2 separate regions of the Oryctolagus cuniculus genome follow, and region 1 is linked to region 2. The links are chromatin contacts, called in public Micro-C maps. All regions are on one chromosome and are shown on one strand. The core of a region is the stretch at or near the end of the contact, and the rest is flanking DNA. Distances in the headings are between cores, read along the strand shown.

Evidence for each region. A called contact is a pair of places that touch in the nucleus more often than the background predicts.
Region 1: a Micro-C map of ear pinna shows a contact between it and region 2, with 5 times the contacts expected there. The contact joins the promoter of KCNMB4 here to the promoter of CNOT2 in region 2. A contact is called at or near these places in 2 of 6 Hi-C or Micro-C datasets (ear pinna and an unstated tissue).

The regions. Positions count from the first base shown.
Region 1 is chr11:72,912,619-72,916,286 of mOryCun1.1, reverse strand. It overlaps KCNMB4 (potassium calcium-activated channel subfamily M regulatory beta subunit 4), which reads right to left and starts at 2,020. Exons shown (of 4, transcript XR_011380162.1): 1 at 197-2,020.
Region 2 is chr11:72,778,727-72,782,570 of mOryCun1.1, reverse strand. CNOT2 (CCR4-NOT transcription complex subunit 2) reads right to left here and starts at 1,917. Exons shown (of 15, transcript XM_070052629.1): 1 at 1,459-1,917.

The DNA.
Region 1 (3,668 bases), core at 771-3,270, 130 kb before region 2:
CAGGTGCGGAGGGCGCGCCGCGGAGCACGAACGCACCTGCAGGAGGGCCCCGCGCCGGGGGCTCCGGGTTTGAGGTCAGCCTGCGGTGTGACGCGCGGTCTCCTCCCACCCCGCGCGGGCGCTCCAACGCCGAGGCCGCCACCCACCCTCCGGAGCCCCGCAGGCGGCAGGCGTCGTTCGCGCGGGGCGTCCTTACCTTGGGGTTGGTCAGGAGCTGGTGCTCGTCGCTGTGCAGCAGCGCCCTGGAGTTGGACTCGGAGTTGTTCACGTAGACCTGGACGCAGGGGTACTGCGAGGTGCCCCTGCAGTCGGCGCCACAGGTGAACGTGCACTCGAACACCTCGCCGATCTGCTGCACCGACAGCACCGTGCAGTTGGCCGCCGTGGCTTGCAGATCCTGCAGCGCGGGACTGAGCCAGCAGAAGCCGAAGATGAAGAGCGACACGACGCCCGAGATGATGAGAAACAAGCCGAGCCGGATGCTCTTGTCCTCGGCTTCCGTGTACTCGTAAGCCACCCGGAGCTTCGCCATCGCCCCCCACTCTCGGCGGCTGGCGCGCTCCCCCCGCCCCCTCCCGCCCCCGGCGCCCAGCCCGACTGCCTCGGGCGGGAGGAGCCGCCGCCGCCGCCGCCGCCGCGCGACAGCAGGGGAGTGGGCGGCGAGGGGGAGCGCGCGAGAACAAAGGGGCCGAGCCCGGCGACGCCCCCGGCGGCGGCGGCGGCGGCGGCAGCCCCCCCCCCCCGCCCCGCGCGCCCCCAGCCGCCGCGCCGGCTCGGCGGAGCAGCCGCCGCTTCAGAGCCGCCTGCACCCTCGGGCGCGGGGAGCGCACGGACCGCTCCAGCCTCCAGCGCCCCCTGCCAGCCTCCACGCCCGCGCTCTCCCCGCCTCCCCCACCCCGCCTCCTCCCGCCGAGCGTCTCCCGGTCTCCATGGCCCGCTGGCCGCTGCTGCGCGCACCCGCCGGGCAGCGGCCGCCACGGTCCGAACGGCTGGGCAGGGGCGAGCCCCAGGGCTCCCCCCGGTGCGGGAGGCTGCTCCGCCCCTCCGCCGCCGCCGCCGCCCGGAGCCCTCGGGCCCCGCCCCGCCCCGCCCCGGTGCGTCCCCGGCGGGCGAGGGGGCGAGCGCGCACCGGGGACGGCGACGGCGGGTGTTCCGAGGCCGCGCTGAATCCCGCCGGAGAGATGTCCGAGTTGAGGATTTGGGATCAAAACAGCTTAACCGGGGTGAAAGTTTAAAAGAAAAAAAAATGGGAAAACAGAGGGGAAGGGGGAAGAGCCAGTGGAGCGGCGGGAATCTTGAACTGCACACGCGGATTGGCCGGTCGCCTGGCAGCTGGCGCCCGGGGAAGCGGGCAGGGGTGGCCGGGCCGAGCGCACCGACGTGGAAGCCCACGGGCGAGCGGAGGTCCTGGCTAGGGAGGGCAGGGGCTGGCGGCGCGGCGAGGAGTGTGGCCCGGCTGCGCCCACGCTGCCGCCCCCCGGGTCCCTGCGAGCGCGGGCACCGCTCCGTCCCGGCATTCGGCGCAGGCCCGCATCCCCGGCGCGGACGGCGAGATCGGACCGGCACAGACGCAGGCAGGTGGAGTCTGCTGTGGAGGCATCGCGCGGGGCGCCGGCGAGACGGGCGAAACTTGCTTCCGGGGCCTCGACCGAACCTCGCGGCAGCAGGGTCCGCCTCGTGAGATTTGTCCTCCTGGCTGGGGCTGGCTGAAGAGGGTCCGAAGGAAACGGGGCGTGAGGCGGGCAGGCGAAGAGACGCCGCTGCCCCGATCAGCACCGCCCCCTGGCTTCGCAGCTCCCGAGGACAGACCCCTTCGGCGGTTTCCCCGCTCGGGAGCCTCGCCGCCCGGGGGCCCTGCAGTGGCCCGCGGTTCCTCATGAGCTTCCCAGGATCGCTGCGCACACCCGCCTGGGCCAGGTACCGCTCCTCCGGGCTCTGTGCTCTCCCAGCTCTTCCCGCGGCTCCCTGCACCCCCACCCCGCCGGTGCACCGTCAGGCTCAAGTCCTTGTTTTTGTTCCAACATTGCCTTTTCTCAAACCGTACTTCTATCAAACTTGACTACTACTACATCTTGAAATTATCATCAAGATGCTCACTTCGTGGCAAAGCATACATAAGTGTATTTTTTTTTGTTGTGTTTTGCAAGTCCCAGATGAGCAAAAACTAAATTGTGCTCCTGATGAAGACGTGGGGCTCTTGTCTTCTCTGTCCTGGGCTTCAGATGTTGCTTAACTGGTATCGCGTACCTTTCGCCTGCGGTTCTGCTCAAGTACCGTTCCTTTCTGTCTTTATGTGAGAGGCAATGCGGATTTCCAAGCAGTGGACACATCAACTTGAGTTGCTGGGAGACCCTGCTTTTTGTTTTCTTTCGTTTGTTTTTTTGTTTTTCAAGAAGATGACTGGGTTAGGAAAACGTCGAACTGAGGAAGACGCTTTGTACTTTGCTACCGTCCCGTTTTTACCCAGTGACTGCCATCATTCCCAGCCTTTTCTGTTGGTGCGAGACCAATGTGCGTAATTTCAGTAGCTGAAAGCAAAGTGAGTTGCTAGTTAGAACAGCTTACCCCGTGGTCACAGGCTTCACCCTGCGGCAGCAAAGCAAAGCCCCCTCACAGACTCCAGGCAGCTATTGCAGCTGGGGTTGCACAGGGGCGGAACCTGAGCCAGGAATTCATTCCCATTCTTGCTCATGGATGGGGGAGGGGCCTAGAACTACTTGAAGGAGTATTATTGAGTTTTCAGTGATTTCAGAGCTTAAAGTGTTCTGTCTCAAAATTCTTCTCAGATGCTCTTCCAAGACTAGGAACATCAGAAAATCAGAAAATTCATTTGCAGTTTAACGTAAGTTCTTTAGAACCATTGAATCAATTTGTTTGTAGTTTGGCATGTAATCATTTCTTTACAATTATTTGAAGAAACGAGTGCTACCCGGCCTTCTGTTCTTTAAACATTTACTTTCCTCCTATTTTAAATTAGTTCACTTCTCAAACATATCAAAAGATTTCACAAATGTGATCAATTTATTTTACCCTTAATGGAACTGAGTGCTTATTAGTTTCCTTTACTTAAAAAGTTTTTTTGAAAGGGTTAGAGAGAGAGGGAGGAAAAGGGGCCAGCGGTGTGGCATAAGGGATAAAGCCGCCTTTGACAGTGCCAACTTCTCATATGGGCTCCAGTTCTAGTCCTGGCTGCTCCACTTCCGATCCAGCTCTGCTATGGCCTGGGAAAGCAGCAGCAGATCAGCAAAGATGGCCCAAGTCCCTGGGCCCCTGCACCCCCGTGGGAGACCCAGAAGAAGCTCTTGGCTCCTGGCTTCGGATTGGCACAGCTCCGGCCATTGCGGCCATCTGAGGAGTGAACCAGCGGATGGAAGACCTCTCTCTCTCTCTCTCTCTCTCTCTCTCTCTCTCTCTGCTTTCCTTCTCTCTGTGTGTAACTCTGACTTTCAAGTAAATAAATCTTTAAAAAAAAGAGAGAGCGAGAGAGGGAGAAAGATTGTCCATCCACTGGTTCACTCCCTAGATAGCCTGAAAGGCCTGGGCTGGGCTAGGCCGAAGCCAGGAGCTGGGAACTTCTTCCAGGTCTCCTGCATGGGTACAGGGGCCCAAGCACTGGGCATCCTCTTCTGCTTTCCCAGGTGCTGTAGCAGGGAGCTGGATCAAAAGTG
Region 2 (3,844 bases), core at 668-3,167:
CCATACTTTATTTCCACTACCTTATTTCAAAGGGTAAATAGTTCCACTTAATGATTCCTAGGCTCTAAGAACTCCTAACATCAAGCATGACAGGAAACGTGTTCACCTTTGAACATGAAATTCAAGTATGGCTTCCCTCCTTAACACATTTGGTTGAGTACAGTACTTTCTACCATTTTGCCTAGAAAACAGGGGTTCATATCAGTGTCCTTAATTATTATGAAGTGTTTAGATGACCAAGAAAGGGTGATTCTTCGGTCAAAACTTTTATGAAAATGAAACAAAATACATTGCACTCGGTCTTCCGGATGTTGAAAAGTGAAGATGTAGGATTCGAAGGAAGTTGATGTTTGGGTTCCTTCCGAGAGGGTGGTACCCGTATGTGAGACTTTTCTAGTGATGATACCATACCCAAAGGGTCTAGAATAAATGCAAATCCTAAAACCTTGGAAATGCTTTTATAGAAGAAAATTACAATTCGCCTTCTCTAAGGATCAGAGTTATCAAGAGTTAGCAGCTTTCTCCTGGTTGGACAACCGTACCTCAACTAAGAGCTACCGGAGCCTCTTAACCCGATTCATTTCTTCCGCGAAACTTTTAAGCTAGACCTAAGACAGCAAAAGGTGCAGAGGCCCCGGCGGAAGTGGAAACCTAGGGCTTGCAACTTCAGACAGACCGTCTCGGGTTCCTCCGCCTCCCAGGACCATCCGGACTCAGTCTCTACGACACACGGAAGCTTTAGCCTCCGATGGCAATGGCAAAGGCAGCATCTTAGTTGCATTCCTCCCTCCGACATGCACAGCCTTCGGTCTCCCAGGGCCCGAAAGGCTCCTGAGGCCCGTTAGCCAGTCTGGAGTGCCCTCATCTTACACTTCAATACACACATACACACACAAACACAAACACACACGAGTGGCCGATGATGTGCTTGTATTAGAATGTAAAGAGTCAGAGACCGCAACAGCTGCTAGGAAGGCAAGAGAGCCGTCTAAAGCAGGCAGGGGCTCCTCGGCCTCGGCCGCCGCCGCCGCCGCCGCCGCCTTCTCTTCTTGCCCAGGAAGCAGCGCGGCGGCAGCGGCTCCTCCGCGCTGGCGGGAGCCCGGGGACCGGAGTCTGGAGAAAGCCCCGTCGCCGGCCGACGGGACCAGGCCTCGGATCTGAAGCTGCCGCTGCAGCGGCCCGAGTACAGCGACGCTTTACGTCCCGTCCACCACCCCCCCATACACACCCCCTCCCTCCCTCCACCACCGCCACCCCCCCTCCCCGCCCGCTCCGCTCTCCCTCTCGATTGGAGCCGAGACAAAAGCAACGGGAAGCGGCGGGCCTGGACGCTACCCGCGGACCCCGGGAGCGACCGGCCCGGCCCCGAGGCATTCCCCCGCCTTGCGGGGGCCCCGAATCCGCCGCCCCCGCCGCGCGCCCCGCTGCCAGACTTCCGAAAATTTGCCAAAAACTCACCGCATGAATTTTCTTGTCCCGCGGATCCAAGATGGCGACGTATCCACCGCGGAGGCTGCTGGGAGCAAGACCTTTACCCTCTGACCCCCGCCGTGACCCCCGTCGCTCCGGCTTCCCTCAAGGCGGCGGCGGCGGCGGCGGCGGCGGAAGGTGGGAGCGGCGATTCAGAAAGGTTGGGGGTGGGTAGGCCGCTTCCCGCGCGCTGCTCGGAGGGTGCGGAGAGGCGTTTTACTCCCCCACCGCCCGCTCCGCGGCTTGCCCGAGCCTCTTCCCGACTACCAGGAGTCGTGTCGCTCTTCCGCTGCCGGTACAGCAAGCGGGGCCTCCGCGGCCGCTGCCGTTTCCGTCCGCAGCGCCGAATCGCTTCTTCCAGGACTCGGGTCTTGGGCCCGAGAGGTGCCGCGGGGTCCAGGGGCGGGGAGTGGTGAGGTGGCGTGGGTCCGCCCACCTCGGGGCCGCGAAGCGTGTTTGTGTTTGTGTTTGGGTCTGTGTCTGTGTCTTCGTCTTACTCCCCGCCCCCGCACGTCCGCAGGCGCGGGCTTCGCCTCACGCCCACCACCTGGAGCGAATCTGACGGATGTCCCTTTGCCTCCCTCAGCCCCCGCCACCCCCGGGGCCTGTGCACGCATTTCCAGGGACCGGCAGCGCGTCACCGTCACCTCCCGAGAAGTGAGTTCCCCTCCGCTGAACCCAAGGGTGTTTTCTGCTCCCCTCCCCCTTTCCTTTTATTATTTTTAGCCCATCCGGAAGAAGTCATCGTGGGGTGCGGGGTTTTAGAGCACTACGGGGTGAGCTTGTTGGAGCTGTATTCAATTTCTAGCGCTTTGATTAGATCCCACTCCCCGGCCCTCACGGAAGCCTGAGCCAGCAGCCGGACCCTTTGAAAGCCTGGTTGGTTTGGTGGACACTTCGGAGTTGTCACAGTGAAATTAAAGTTTGCAATATTGGCATCTCTTTCTATTCTTTTGTGCTCCCATAAATTTCACTTTTTGTAAGTACTGAGCGTTGTGCACTTAAAATAAGAAGCTGTTTGCTTCTGCATGTGCGCGTTGGAACTCTGTGGTTCCATATTGTGAAAATTGTTCCTAAATTTGCGTGACATACCTTGTTAATTAAAGTAAAATTAACTAGAAGAAAATTTGTGCTTCCTTTGGTCTTTTTTTTTTTTTTTAAGATTTATTTATTTACTTGAGATACAAAGTTGGGGGAGCGGGATGGGAGGTCTTCCATCCACTGGTTCACTTCCCACGCCCCAGATGGCTGCAACTGGTGGAGTTGGGCCAACTGGTGGATCCGAAGCCAGGATCTCCCACGCGGGTGCAGGGGCCAAAGGTCTTGGGCCATCCTCTACTGCCATCCCAGGCCATCAGCAGAGAGCTGGATAGGAAGTGGAGCAGCCAGGACTGGAACCAGTGCCCATATGGGATGCCAGCACTACATGCAGATGCTTAACCTACTATGTCACAGCACCAGCCCCTGGTCATTTCTTCTATAAAATCAGCACCTTTCCACTTAAAATAACTATAACCCAATTTAAATGTCTCATTGAAAGCCAAAGGTAAGAAATAGCAGGAAAAAGAAGTGCACTATAAAATAAAATTTAACTTTGTCATGTGTTTGAGTGTGAGGTATTTTGACACGTCAGTGGGTGTTGTTTAAGTTTATTTCAACTCTGAATGGTGCTGGCGACGCCAGGAGAAAATGTTTTGCCTGGCTATTCATTTCGTTCACCATGTTTTTTTTTAACTTCAGGAAAATTCAAGGAAGAACAACATACTTAAGTGAGGATCTTTCCCTCGCTGTCTCCCTCTTTTCCTCCAACAGTTCCTCCCTCTTCTTCCTCCTCTCTCCTTCAGGCTTGTTAACATCAGCTACCGTAATATGTTGTGTTGAAAGACTGGATAGTCCTCCGTGTATATGCTTTACATATATGTAACTGAACTTGTATGTGCAATACATATTTGCATCGAAATACCTATGTATATATGAGTACATGTACATATGAATATTGCTGACCTGATAATAATTTGAGTCCCTGTGTATGTCACTGGCATGAAACAATGTTTTTATTTTTAAGACTCATAATAATTTCAGATTTTTCTAAGCTATAGGATGGAATGATTAAAATACAGTATACACTTTCATGTTTAAAGTATTACATTCCTTTCTAACCTGTTAGTTTGACATTTATAGGACTTTAAGTCCAAAAGATGGAACTTATTCTTACCTTATATTTCCTCCAAAAAGCACAAGTTAAAAATAACAAACATCAGTAATCCTGGAAAAATCACTTCCAAAACAGACATGTCTTACTTGAGAATTTCATTACCTTGAGTATTTTACAGAAGAGATAGAACAACAGACATTTTCACAAGTGTGCAGGGTA